Linked DNA regions of Mus musculus: all the other regions are linked to region 1. A link is a contact called in public HiChIP or PLAC-seq and promoter capture Hi-C data. All regions are on one chromosome and are shown on one strand. The core of a region is the stretch at or near the end of the contact, and the rest is flanking DNA. Distances in the headings are between cores, read along the strand shown. Region 1 has its middle 28 kb from the start of Gm5086. Region 2 has its middle 7.5 kb from the start of Gm33390. Region 3 holds the start of Hexb (hexosaminidase B).

The links. Promoter capture Hi-C pulls out the DNA fragments that hold promoters and counts their contacts. HiChIP or PLAC-seq counts read pairs in DNA pulled down with a chosen protein or histone mark.
Region 2: an H3K27ac HiChIP or PLAC-seq map of embryonic stem cells shows a contact between it and region 1, with 5 times the contacts expected there. The contact joins two enhancer-like sites. A contact is called at or near these places in 1 of 39 promoter capture datasets (cranial neural crest), 3 of 484 Hi-C or Micro-C datasets (bone marrow-derived macrophages and embryonic stem cells), 14 of 115 datasets of contacts at active chromatin or transcription factors (cardiomyocytes, differentiating embryonic stem cells, embryonic midbrain and 2 more) and 1 of 9 other capture datasets (embryonic stem cells).
Region 3: a promoter capture Hi-C map of embryonic stem cells shows a contact between it and region 1, with 4 times the contacts expected there. The contact joins the promoter of Hexb here to the enhancer-like site in region 1. A contact is called at or near these places in 1 of 39 promoter capture datasets (embryonic stem cells), 1 of 484 Hi-C or Micro-C datasets (embryonic stem cells), 11 of 115 datasets of contacts at active chromatin or transcription factors (bone marrow-derived macrophages, embryonic stem cells, microglia and 1 more) and 3 of 9 other capture datasets (adipose tissue, embryonic stem cells and macrophages).

What each region holds. Positions count from the first base shown.
Region 1 is chr13:97,586,656-97,590,192 of GRCm38.p6, forward strand. No RefSeq gene overlaps it. Among named protein-coding and RNA genes, the nearest start is that of Gm5086, 28 kb to the left of the region's middle. Within about 2 kb of position 1,611, at least 10 of the 459 cell types and tissues checked have an H3K27ac peak or open chromatin away from gene starts, as enhancers often do. A contact at or near this core is called in differentiating embryonic stem cells and embryonic stem cells, where this site is marked.
Region 2 is chr13:97,289,843-97,293,483 of GRCm38.p6, forward strand. No RefSeq gene overlaps it. Among named protein-coding and RNA genes, the nearest start is that of Gm33390, 7.5 kb to the right of the region's middle. Within about 2 kb of position 2,384, at least 52 of the 459 cell types and tissues checked have an H3K27ac peak or open chromatin away from gene starts, as enhancers often do. A contact at or near this core is called in differentiating embryonic stem cells and embryonic stem cells, where this site is marked.
Region 3 is chr13:97,196,170-97,199,634 of GRCm38.p6, forward strand. It overlaps Hexb (hexosaminidase B), which reads right to left and starts at 2,188. Exons shown (of 14, transcript NM_010422.2): 1 at 1,857-2,188. The coding sequence starts at 2,092.

The DNA.
Region 1 (3,537 bases), core at 361-2,860:
ATGAACCTTGTCTCTGCGTCAGTCTCCTTTTCCTCTCCCAGTCTATCATGACACAGACATTCACATTTCTTCATGGAAAGGACATCATTAGTATATCTATGACGCATGTTTTCTCATCGTCGGCATTTAATTGGCTGAGATGTTCACTGTGACTTTCCCATACATGACCAAGGCAACAATAGAGAGGCCCTCATCACTGAGAAACTTTCCAAACAGTTTCTAAGCTGATCTCCACTCAGCATCCAACTTCCCTATTCCCTACACCACGATCTTATATACAGAGTGTGATGGATAATCTGGGTCGTCAACTTGACACACCTGGAAAGAGAAGAGAACCTGAGATGAGGAATTGTCTCCATCTGATCTACCTGTGGAGTGTTTCTTCCTTGCAACATTTCTAATTGATGTTGGAGGGTTCAGCCCACTGTGCAAGGTACCATCCTTAGGTAAGTGAACATGGGCTCTATAGGAAAGGTAACAGAACTTGGAGATGGAGAGGAGGCAGCAGTTAAAAGCCCTTGTTTCTGCAGGAGACAGAGGATGGAAGAGTGAGGAGGTGGAGGGAGTTCAGCTCCCAACACCCAGGTTGGTAGCTCACACTGTCTGTAGCTTCAGTCACAGGGGGAGCTGATGCCCTCTTCTGGCCTCCGTGGGTACCACACACATGTGGTCTATATATGTAGACCAGGCACAATTTGTCTACTCATGCAAAAATAAATGAATTAAAAAAAAGAGTTAGAAGAAAGGTAGTAGAACTTGATCCTGGATGCAGTCTAGTAAGCAGTGCCCCTCCAAGGTCTCTGCTTCAGTTCCTGCCTCCAGTTCCTGCCTTGGCTTCCCCTTTGATAAGAGACTGTATCATCTCTAGGCTGCCATGATCTCTTCCCCAAGTTGCTCTTGGTCATGCTTTATCACAGCAACAGAAAGCAAACCAGGACACATGTTTACCAATCAGTAAGGCAGGGGGTAGGGATGATAGGGACAGGACACCTTCCTGATGCCAGCTCTATCCTGGGAGACTGTCACCCATGTTCCTCAATCAAACTCTTTGTTGTGCTGGGTTTTGTTTCTATAAAATTCAAACAAGGCATCAAGACACTGTGTCAGAAACTTTAAAGAGTCAGATGAATCAGATGGTTGGGGAGGAAGGGAGGGAGGGAGGGAGGGAAAAGGGAGGGAGGGAGAGAGGGAGGGAGAGGAAGAACAGAGTGAGATCTCTGACTATGAGTGGGCTAGGAGCACTTTTCTTCCTGAAGGTGTGCAACTAGCTGCAGTTACCAAAAGAAATTCAGTACTTATCAAATTAGTAGGCTTAGAAAGAAAACAAAAACAAAAACAAAAAAATACAAAATCAAATCAAAACAATACAAACAAGCCCTCACTCTGAACTGTGGATCAGGAGAGGTAGCGTCAGGTCCTGACTGGAATGCAGCTGAGCTCAGAGCAGGCAGGAGACTGAGCTGGCCTCTCTCCTTAGGAAGAGCATCCCCCTAAACCCCCTACCCCCACTCCCCCACCCCCACAGGAAGAAGCAATTCACAGTTATTATGGTAGGCTTAATAGGGGGAGATTTCCATTAAGTCAGAGGGGTTTCTGAGTCAGCCCATTGATTAACACCACTTGAGAAGCACCAGGGGCGGCTGTGAAAGACATTGTCATTCAGCAGGTTGAGGCCAACCTCACCTCCCCTAAATGCAAACTTGTGGATTTGCTACAGAGTCCCTCAAATTCTCAAAAAAAAAAAAGCCCTTCTTTTGACCTATCATGCAGTACAGTCAGGAATGCTGTGGTTTGAATCTCAAATATCCTCTAGAATCCATGTTCTGCACATATTGTGAGAATATGCTACTGCCTTGCGAGACTGTGGACCCTTCACAGAATGGGGGCTATTTGTGAGATGCCTTCAGATTGGGCAGAGCTAGGTTGTTTAGGGTCTACCTTCTTTATTTTTTAAAACTCTCTCTCTGCACCCCCCCCCACGCTCTTTCGTGCATGTAAGATCATACCCAGGTGGCTGCAGCAAGTGCTTTTGCCTGCTGTGCCATCCTGCCAGCCCTCAGACCCCCCCTCCCCCGCACTTTGGAGATGTAGCCTTGTCCTGATATTGGTCCCCCTCTTTGCTTCCTGGTTAGCCATCGTGGGAACATCTACCAAGCATACTTCTTCCTCCATGGACTGAGTTATCCTAGCATGCCTTTCCCAATATTATAGACTGAAATTATGAGCCAGAATACAACATCCCCTCCCTTATATTGTTTCTGTCAGCTATTCTGGTCACAGTGACACAGAGAAGTCGCTGATACAGAGAAGTACTGCCTTCCCACACTCCTTTGTCATTTGTGTGTCCCTCTCCCGTGTTCTGTGCTTCTCTAGATGCACCCACAATAACAAAGCCCAACACTTCTTGGACCCTCATTTCTGTGGTTGGGGTCTGTGTGACCCTCTCCTATAAATATGGTTCGCCTCCTTCAAATGCACAGTGCCGAGGGCTGGGCCTGATTGTGGCTGTGTGTGTGTGTGTGTGTGTGTGTGTGTGTGTGTGTGTGTGTGGTAGAATCCTTATTGCCTTCCTGGATGGACTGGGTTAGCTATTGGGAGAGTGAGTTGCTATTAATAAAGGCTATGCTACTCGCTGGGCTTCCTGGGCTTGGCCTCTTTCATACATGCCGGTGTTTCCCCCTTTCTCTCTACCAGGAGTTGGAGTACCCGAGGCCCTTCTTTAATAGGGCTACCTAATCTGGAATATCTCAGACCTGAGAGCCAAAAGAAACCTTTTCTTTATATACCACAGGCATCCTCTGATAGCACCAGAGAATGGACTCAATCAGATTTATATAGGAAACCTAAGGAAGAGAGAAGTTAAATAACCGCCTCTTTAGTGTTAGTAGCTATTAAGAGAAGCAGGAAAGAGGGTTTATCAGAGCCTGGATTCTTCATTGCCCTGTGCATTCAGGCTGATATAGTTGGCTCCGTACCTTTTCATGGTCTCCTGTGGAACCTAGTGGCCCTTTACAAGTTCATCTACTGAAAAGGTCAGCTTAGGAACTTTGGGAAGGTCATGAAACACTTGCCCCTCTGTAAGGGAGAGGCTAATTAACATTTCTCAGATCACAGGACGGAACTGATCTCGACCTCGGGTGGGGACACATTCCACAGGAAGACTGTTGCCCACCTTCAGACAAGGGAAGTCACCTCATTCCCTAAAGACCAATCAGTTTAAAGGGCACATTGTTCCACCAATCATATTGTGCCTAGTTGCTGATGCTCTATTCTGCCCCTGGAAATCACATAAAAACTCGCAGAACAGGTGCTGGGGGGTGCCGCCTCTCCTTCCGGGGACGACCCCAGTGCACTGGAACAATAAATTCCTCTTGCTTTTTGCATCGATCCCATCTCCATGTGGTTCACTCAGGGGGTCCCCAGTAAGCTAAGGCTCCCCAGAGTCTTACACTACCACCTCCAACACTCTCCCTGGCCTTTCTGAGGCCCTTAGCCCTTTGTCAGGCTTTTGTTAAAGCTCATCTATCTAGAGCCAGG
Region 2 (3,641 bases), core at 1,134-3,633, 300 kb before region 1:
TTTCAAATTATCCCTTGGTGGTGCCTTCTATGATCACAATTTACGAATAGCGAATACTTTCTTGAGAGTCTCAGTGTTGTTAGCATATTAAAGGACCCCTCTCCTTGTTGAATATCAAGTTCAACCACAGAAGCCATACCCGTCCCTTCCTCTCCATTTTATCTCACTGACAGATCCCTACAGATGTCCCAGGCAAACTGCATCCTCCTTTAAGGGTCTAATACATCCTAGGCTAGCTTCAAACTCAATGTAGCTAAGGGGGACTTCAGCCTCCTGATTGTGCTCCCATTGAGTGTGACGGGGCTATAGGCTTGGTGTTCAGTGTTGGAGTTTTAACTTGGGCCTTAGTGCATCTTAGATACAGGTTTAAAGTTTACTTTTTTCTTGTTCGTTAGACAATATTATAACTTGACATTATAACCAAACATTATAACTTGAGATAGAGCAAGAACTGACAATAACTGAAATACTCTGTGAAACATTTTTTTGAGTAAAAAAAAAAAATTTTTTTTTCAAATAGAATTTCAACCTAGAGTGTTAACTATAAAGCGCTGGTGACTGCATTTAAATGTCACTAATTAGTTTTACCTCCAGAGCTTCCACCTCACAGTAAGAAAGCCAGGTAATGGGGCAGATGGGGAGAGTCGGGCTTAAGGACCTTTGAGAACAGGCTGTGGCTTTCTGTTTTAAAGTGTAGTTTTTGTCATCTTGAAGTTCTATGGTGTGTTTACATTTTTACTTCTTTGTCATTGCTGTTGTGGACAGACGTAATGGTAGAGGGTCTGAGTGTCTTATGGCCTTTGCGTGAAGATCAGAAGATGGCTCTGTCGAGTTTGTTCTCTCCTTCCTTCATTACATGGGTTCCAGGTGTCCAAGTCAGGTCACCAAGCTTGCCTGGCAAGTGCCTTGATTTACCAAGGCATCTTGCTGGCCCATTAGGAAAATTTTTTAGAAAAATTGGCTATATAGAAGTTGAGGATCTGGCAGTTCATCATCATGAAGAAATGGCCAACTTAGTGTGAATCTTTCCAGGCACAGACGTCCATACAGAAGCCCTAGGGGAGCTGTTAGCAATTCCTCTAGGCTCTGCCCAACCGTTACCTAGCAACAGCTTGTGTCTCCACCCTCCAGGTATGAGACAGGAGCCAGGCTTATAAGAAGACCACTGGAGACCTCTGTGTCTCCCTCTCTCTCTCACACCTCTCCTTCCCTTCCTCCCTCCCTCCCTCCCTCCCTCCCTCCCTCCCTCCCTCTCTTCCTCCCTCCCTTACCTCTCTCTTCCTCTAACCTCATGCGTCCCTGCCGGCCTCTTCCTCTTTGGTCCTTCCTCATTCCTCTGTCTATTCTTCTCTGTCCCCCTTCCTTCCTCTGCCTCTACCCCTTTTGCAGGTCCCCTTCCCATCTCACTAATAAACCTTCCTTATGTTAGGTCTGTAGCGTGACTGATTCCTCCGGGGACACTTTGGCAGGGCCGGCTGAGGTGCTTCTTCCTGTCACACTTTGTCAGACACAACAGGAGTGGCCTTGCAGCTCAGCACTTGGGCTATCTGGTCACAGCCCAGCCATAGGTAGCCTTGGCTGACCAGGCCAGGCTTTCTCGCTAGATCTCACTCTTGCCAAGCCCTGGGCTCTGGCCGCTGGAGCCACAGACTCCTAAAGGCAGGCATCGATTTTTCCTGCTGTGTGTCCTGTTCACTGTCTGGAATTACTGTTCTCCAGACGTCTGCTTCTCCTCTCCAGCCAAAGCCAGCTGGACTCACTCTCAAGGGGAAGACAGAGTTGGGATGTATGGTGTGTCCCTGTCCTGCAGTATTACATGGCCCTGGGTTGTCCTCTCCTGTGTGTCTTTTCTATGTGCGTGTGCGTGAGTGCGCGTGCGTGCGTGCGTGCGTGCGTGCGTGCGTGCGTGCGTGTGTGTGTGTGTGTGTGTGTGTGTGTTATGGGGGTGGGAGGGTTTGTAGCACCATTAGCCACAAAGTGTTTGTCTTAAATTCCAGTCCTGAGCAAGGAGTGCTCTGATATATAGTCTCTGGTGTCCCCTTCCAGTACCTAGCACAGGGGTGCTGATCTGTCAATTGGTTCATTATGTTACCTTAAAAAACAACAACAAAATAAAACTAAACCAAACCAAATCAAAAACCATTGGATAGGAAAGACACTTGCTTAAGTTAATGTGTGTGTGTGTGTGTGTGTGTGTGTGTGCGCGCGTGCATATGTACACATACACACACACACACACACACACACACACACACACACACACACAAGCCCCATCTGTCTCTCCATCTGTCCATCTGTCTGTTTGCCTGCCCAACGAGTTTGACTTTGTCTTCAGTCACAGCTTGGGAAGCCATAGGAACCAGACATCTGTGCCCTTAGCTCCAAGGGCAGTGGTGTGTGGGTGACTCGCAAGCTGGCCGGGGCTTGTGGAGCAGCTGTGAGCGCACAGGACTACCCTTTTGTTCAAAGAAAAGGAAAGACAAAGTCTACGTGCCAATGAGGTAAAGAGAGACCCTGGTTCCTCAGACAGGAATTTCAGAACTTCAGTGGTGTCTTTGTGGCTGGTCCCTAATCTTTTCTTTTTCAAATTTCTCTCAAAGGATGATTAAGACATCTTTAATTAACTATTAAAACCCAAGTGTTCTAACACAGAGGACAAGATTTACAAAATCCTTTTAATTACCGGAACCAGATTTTTTCCCCCTGATCTGTAAATACCTGTTTACTCCGCAACCAAATTTGGCTTTAATTAAACTGGCTGTCGGGGGTGAGGGGTGGGGTGTTGAGAGCTGGGAAACGCCTCAATTTGCATTCGCGCTGCTTTTAATGGCGCTGGCTTCACAGTGAGGATCAGAGGCTGGGGTAATTTATTGTTGAAACTGGAAAATCGGGCAAAAGGGGATTTGCTTCCCATATAGGAACTCATGGAAATGACACACACCCTTGCCACTTCTGATTTATTCAATGTGTAGTAGTGGGATTACCGGAAAGTCCTTCAGTGATATGAGATTAGCTCTCTCTCTCTCTCTCTCTCTCTCTCTCTCTCTCTCTCTCTCTCTCTCCATACACACACACCCCATTGATTCGTTGAAACTAGCAGCCAAGTTTATGGTTCTAATGACAAGGAAAGAAAACCCAGAGCCAGCTCTCCTCTGTTCAGCTTTCTGTTTAATATTCAATAAGGTGCACAGTTTGTTGAGAAAATAAGGGTGGTGTTTTGCCATCCCCTTACGGATTTCAGTCAACACACGGAGGTGTTGGGAATGATCTGCTAAGCCCATTTCCCTGCCTTGAACCATCTGGTTCAAATTCTGTCTACCTGCTTGGGGTGCAGCAGCTTTGTCTGCCTGTACAGACAGGGAAGTCACAACTCATTAACAGTTTAGGGTAAATCCCTGTGGAAATGTGCAACTTTACTATTGTGGTAGGTCTCCCCTAGGGAGCAAATTAGATAGGGCTTTTATGTAAACCAAAGAAATGTTAGGTATATTGGGAGATCTGAAGAGGATCTGGAGGTGGGGGGAATAGAACTAATGTATTATTTTAAATGGGAACAAACTTGTGTGTCATAATCTGACTGGTCGCTGAGTTCGGCGGGAAGTGGCCAAGTGACACTGAAATACATTGAAATAGGGACACAT
Region 3 (3,465 bases), core at 938-3,437, 390 kb before region 1:
CAGCTTCCAAACAACGCCAGGTGCGATTACTAGCTACTTCCCACACTGGCCACACATTAGTTGGACAAATCCTCCAGGTGACAATGACCAGGTCTTATTGTGAGATGGCAAGCCTGTTTTCAAACTACCTCCTAGCTGACTCAAGCCTTTGTCACTTTGTATCCATTAACAAGTAACTCGCCTGCTCAAGCAAGGCAAAAGGAAAATCCAGCCTGACCGCCAGCTCTAAATCAAGCAAGCCGCTTTTCAGACGTTATTCAGTCCAGTAGCTGGGCTACAATCCGGGATACCCCAATACTACCAGGCACTTTAGTTGTACATTTTTCGCTCTACCTGTGGGCCACAAAGCATTCCAGCCCATTAGCAATTCAACTCCAAAGGCTTTTTAGAGCAGGCCTCCAAAATAGGGTGACAGTACCCTCTTAGTTGTGCAAATTATAAGCAAAGCATTAGCCTTTCTGTGGCAGAGAACCCCCGCTGTTTCTGCTGCATCAGGGCCTCTTCCACTGAACCTTCCACAGCAAAGAGCCTAAAACACCCACCCTTAACTTTGTTTTGCATTCCCTGGTCAGCTGTTTGGTGTCCTGCAGGCAAAATCAAGTTATAGCTATATGCACCAGACACAGAGAAGAAGTGAAAGCAGGCGACACAGCTAGCACCAAATTACAGTTCCCAGGGGGCAGACCCTTCCGCCCAGGTCTCAAATCGAGAGGGCAGAGGGGGGATCCCATTCAAATACCGTCCCAAATACAATCTACCCTGCAACCAATAAGGTTAGCACAGCCCCTGTTCTTGGCAAGGGTGCCTACCTATGGCTGGCACTCTGTGCCCAGAGAATGCCCGGCTTGACAGTTAAGTGCTAAATGAGGCAAGGGTTTTTAGGAAACCTATTAGAGAGGAAGACAGAGCAACTACTGCCAAGTGTTGGGAAAACAAGAAGAAAAGCAGATGTTACTTAAGAGCCACTTGAAAGGCCATTTGGAAAGACTAACATTTGAATACCTAACATTATTAGGTATGGAACATAGCTCGGAAGGGGGAGGTCTCCTATAAAGTTTCAACTTAAGGTTTCCCCCATTCCCCTGACTACCACCCCAGAGCTCAGAGGTTTAGAACTCTTACTCTCTTACAGAGGACCCAGGTTCGGCTCTCAGCACCCGCATTAGGGGCTCACTCCAAAATTTCATGCCCTGGGCATCTGCAGGTATCTCCACACATGCGGTACACATAAATTCATGCAGTCATATACACTTAACGAAAAAAAAACTGAAGAGACTAAAGATATCTGAATTGTTGCCACATACGGAGCTGAAAGCGACACTGGGGATACCTAGGGCCCTTAAAAGATCCGTATCTAAGGATGCACTCAGAGGAGGTTCACTCTGCAGGCTAGGACCTTGTTCCCTCCCTATCTTTGGAGTCATCTCAACTGCCCATCTGAGGCCCAACAAACTGACTCCAGCAGAGTCACGGGTTCCATTGTTATTCTGTTTTGTTTTGGTTTTTGGAGACAGGGTTTCTCTGTATAGCCCTGGCTGTCCTGGAACTCACTCTGTAGACCAGGTTGGCCTCGAACTCAGAAATCCACCTGCCTCTGCCTCCCGAGTGCTGGGATTAAAGGCGTGCGCCACCACGCCCGGCCGTTGTTATTCGGAACCCATCCTAAGTAGGGTCCCTGAGCACCTAGGGCGCGAAAGAAGAAGCATGAACAGGTCAAGTCTTGGGCTTCAGTCTGCAAAGTTTGGACCTAAGTTAGACTGGCTAGTCATGCTGTCTTCCAGTCCTGTGAGACCCAAGTAGCCCGGCGATCCTTCTCTGTGCCCAAGGTCCCCTCCCCGCTGGGTGGGGCTGCTCACCGCCGAAACGCCTCCTGTAGCAGCGAGCAGGAAGGGCCCGCTGTGGAATTGGGACTGTGGTCGATGCTGAAGTCCTCCGCGGAGATGTACAACAGCCGCGGGAACATCTGCACCGAGCGCGGGAAGGGCCATAGCGCAGGTTGCAGTCGGGCCGGGGCCACTAGGGCCAGCGACACTAGCGACACCAGCGCCTGCAGCAGCAGCAGCCCGGGGGCGCTACGCGGGGACTGCGGCATGACTGCTCCGCGAGTCTGGCTAGGCAGTCTTTGGACCAACCTTCCAGTCTGGGTCGCTGGGAAGAAAGCATCCGTGCCCGGGTCACCAAGTCAGATGACCGAGCTCCCCGCCCGGGCTCCGCCTCCGAGAGGGGATTGGCCCGGAAATTGGGGGCAGGCTCGGTGCAGAGGCGGTCGCGCTCTAGCCGGGATGCTGGGGTGTGGCTCACGCCTGTCACGCCTGAGGAACTTGTTTGTGCAGCCCACTGACAGGCAAGACCTGTCTCTTCCTCCACTCTTCAGGTAGTGTTTTTGTCACTAAATCTGACGGTGGTGGACTCTGATTGATAAAACCTCCCGAGTCAGAATTCCCAGGAGTTGACTTTGGAAGTAATGGGAGGTTAAAATTTATGCATGGAAAAAAAAATAGATAGGGGGAGCATTTAAAACTTGGGATAGACGCGATGGACTACATAAATATTAAAGTGATACAAAGAGAATATTTCTGTAGTGGAGATTAATGTCGATGTATAGTTTTCCAAGGACCTTTATAACGATTAGCTAGGGCGAACGTGCATATGTGTAATCAGAGATTACAGTATGTCTAATCACAGGAAGGCAACTTAGTAAGTAAATAGATGCTAGAAGATTGCTGGAGAGATGGCTCAGCAGTTAAGAACTCTGTTCTCAAAAAGAACCGGGGGGGGGGGTCAATTTCCAGCACCCACTTGGTGGCTCACAACTGCCAATAACTCCAGTCCCAGGGAATACTTCACCCTTCTGGCCTCTGAGGTTACCAGGCACGCATGTGGTACACAGATGTACATACAGATAAAACACCCATACACATTGTGGGGGCTATTCCCGGTTGTCATCTTGTCTATATCTGGAATGAACTACAATCTAGAATTAGAGGGCTCACCTGTGATCCAGATCTTGAGGCTGGGAGACACAAGATTCTGACCTAGATCTTGACACAGAGATCTTGAGACATAGTGGCCATGAAAAGCTTAGGCCCAGGCTAGGTAGGACACACCTTTAATCCCAGGAGAATGAGGCAAGGAGAGCTTTGAGTTCAAGGTCAGCCTGGAACAAAGCAAGTCCCAGATCCAAGCCTGTTGGTATTTACCTTATAATCTGGGCCACACCTTCTGCTGAGGCCTACATAAGGACTTTGGAAGAAGGAGGATTCATTCTTCGCCTGCTTGCACTTAGTTGCCAACACATCTGTTAGAACCTACTTCTGCAGAAGACCAGCTGAAACAATGAGCCTCGTGGGCCTGAGCAGCTACTAGACTCTTGGACTTCCTATTCACAGCTGACCATTGTTGGGTTAGTTGGACTACAGGCTGTAAGTCATCACAGTAAATTCCCTTAATATTTGGAGACATTCT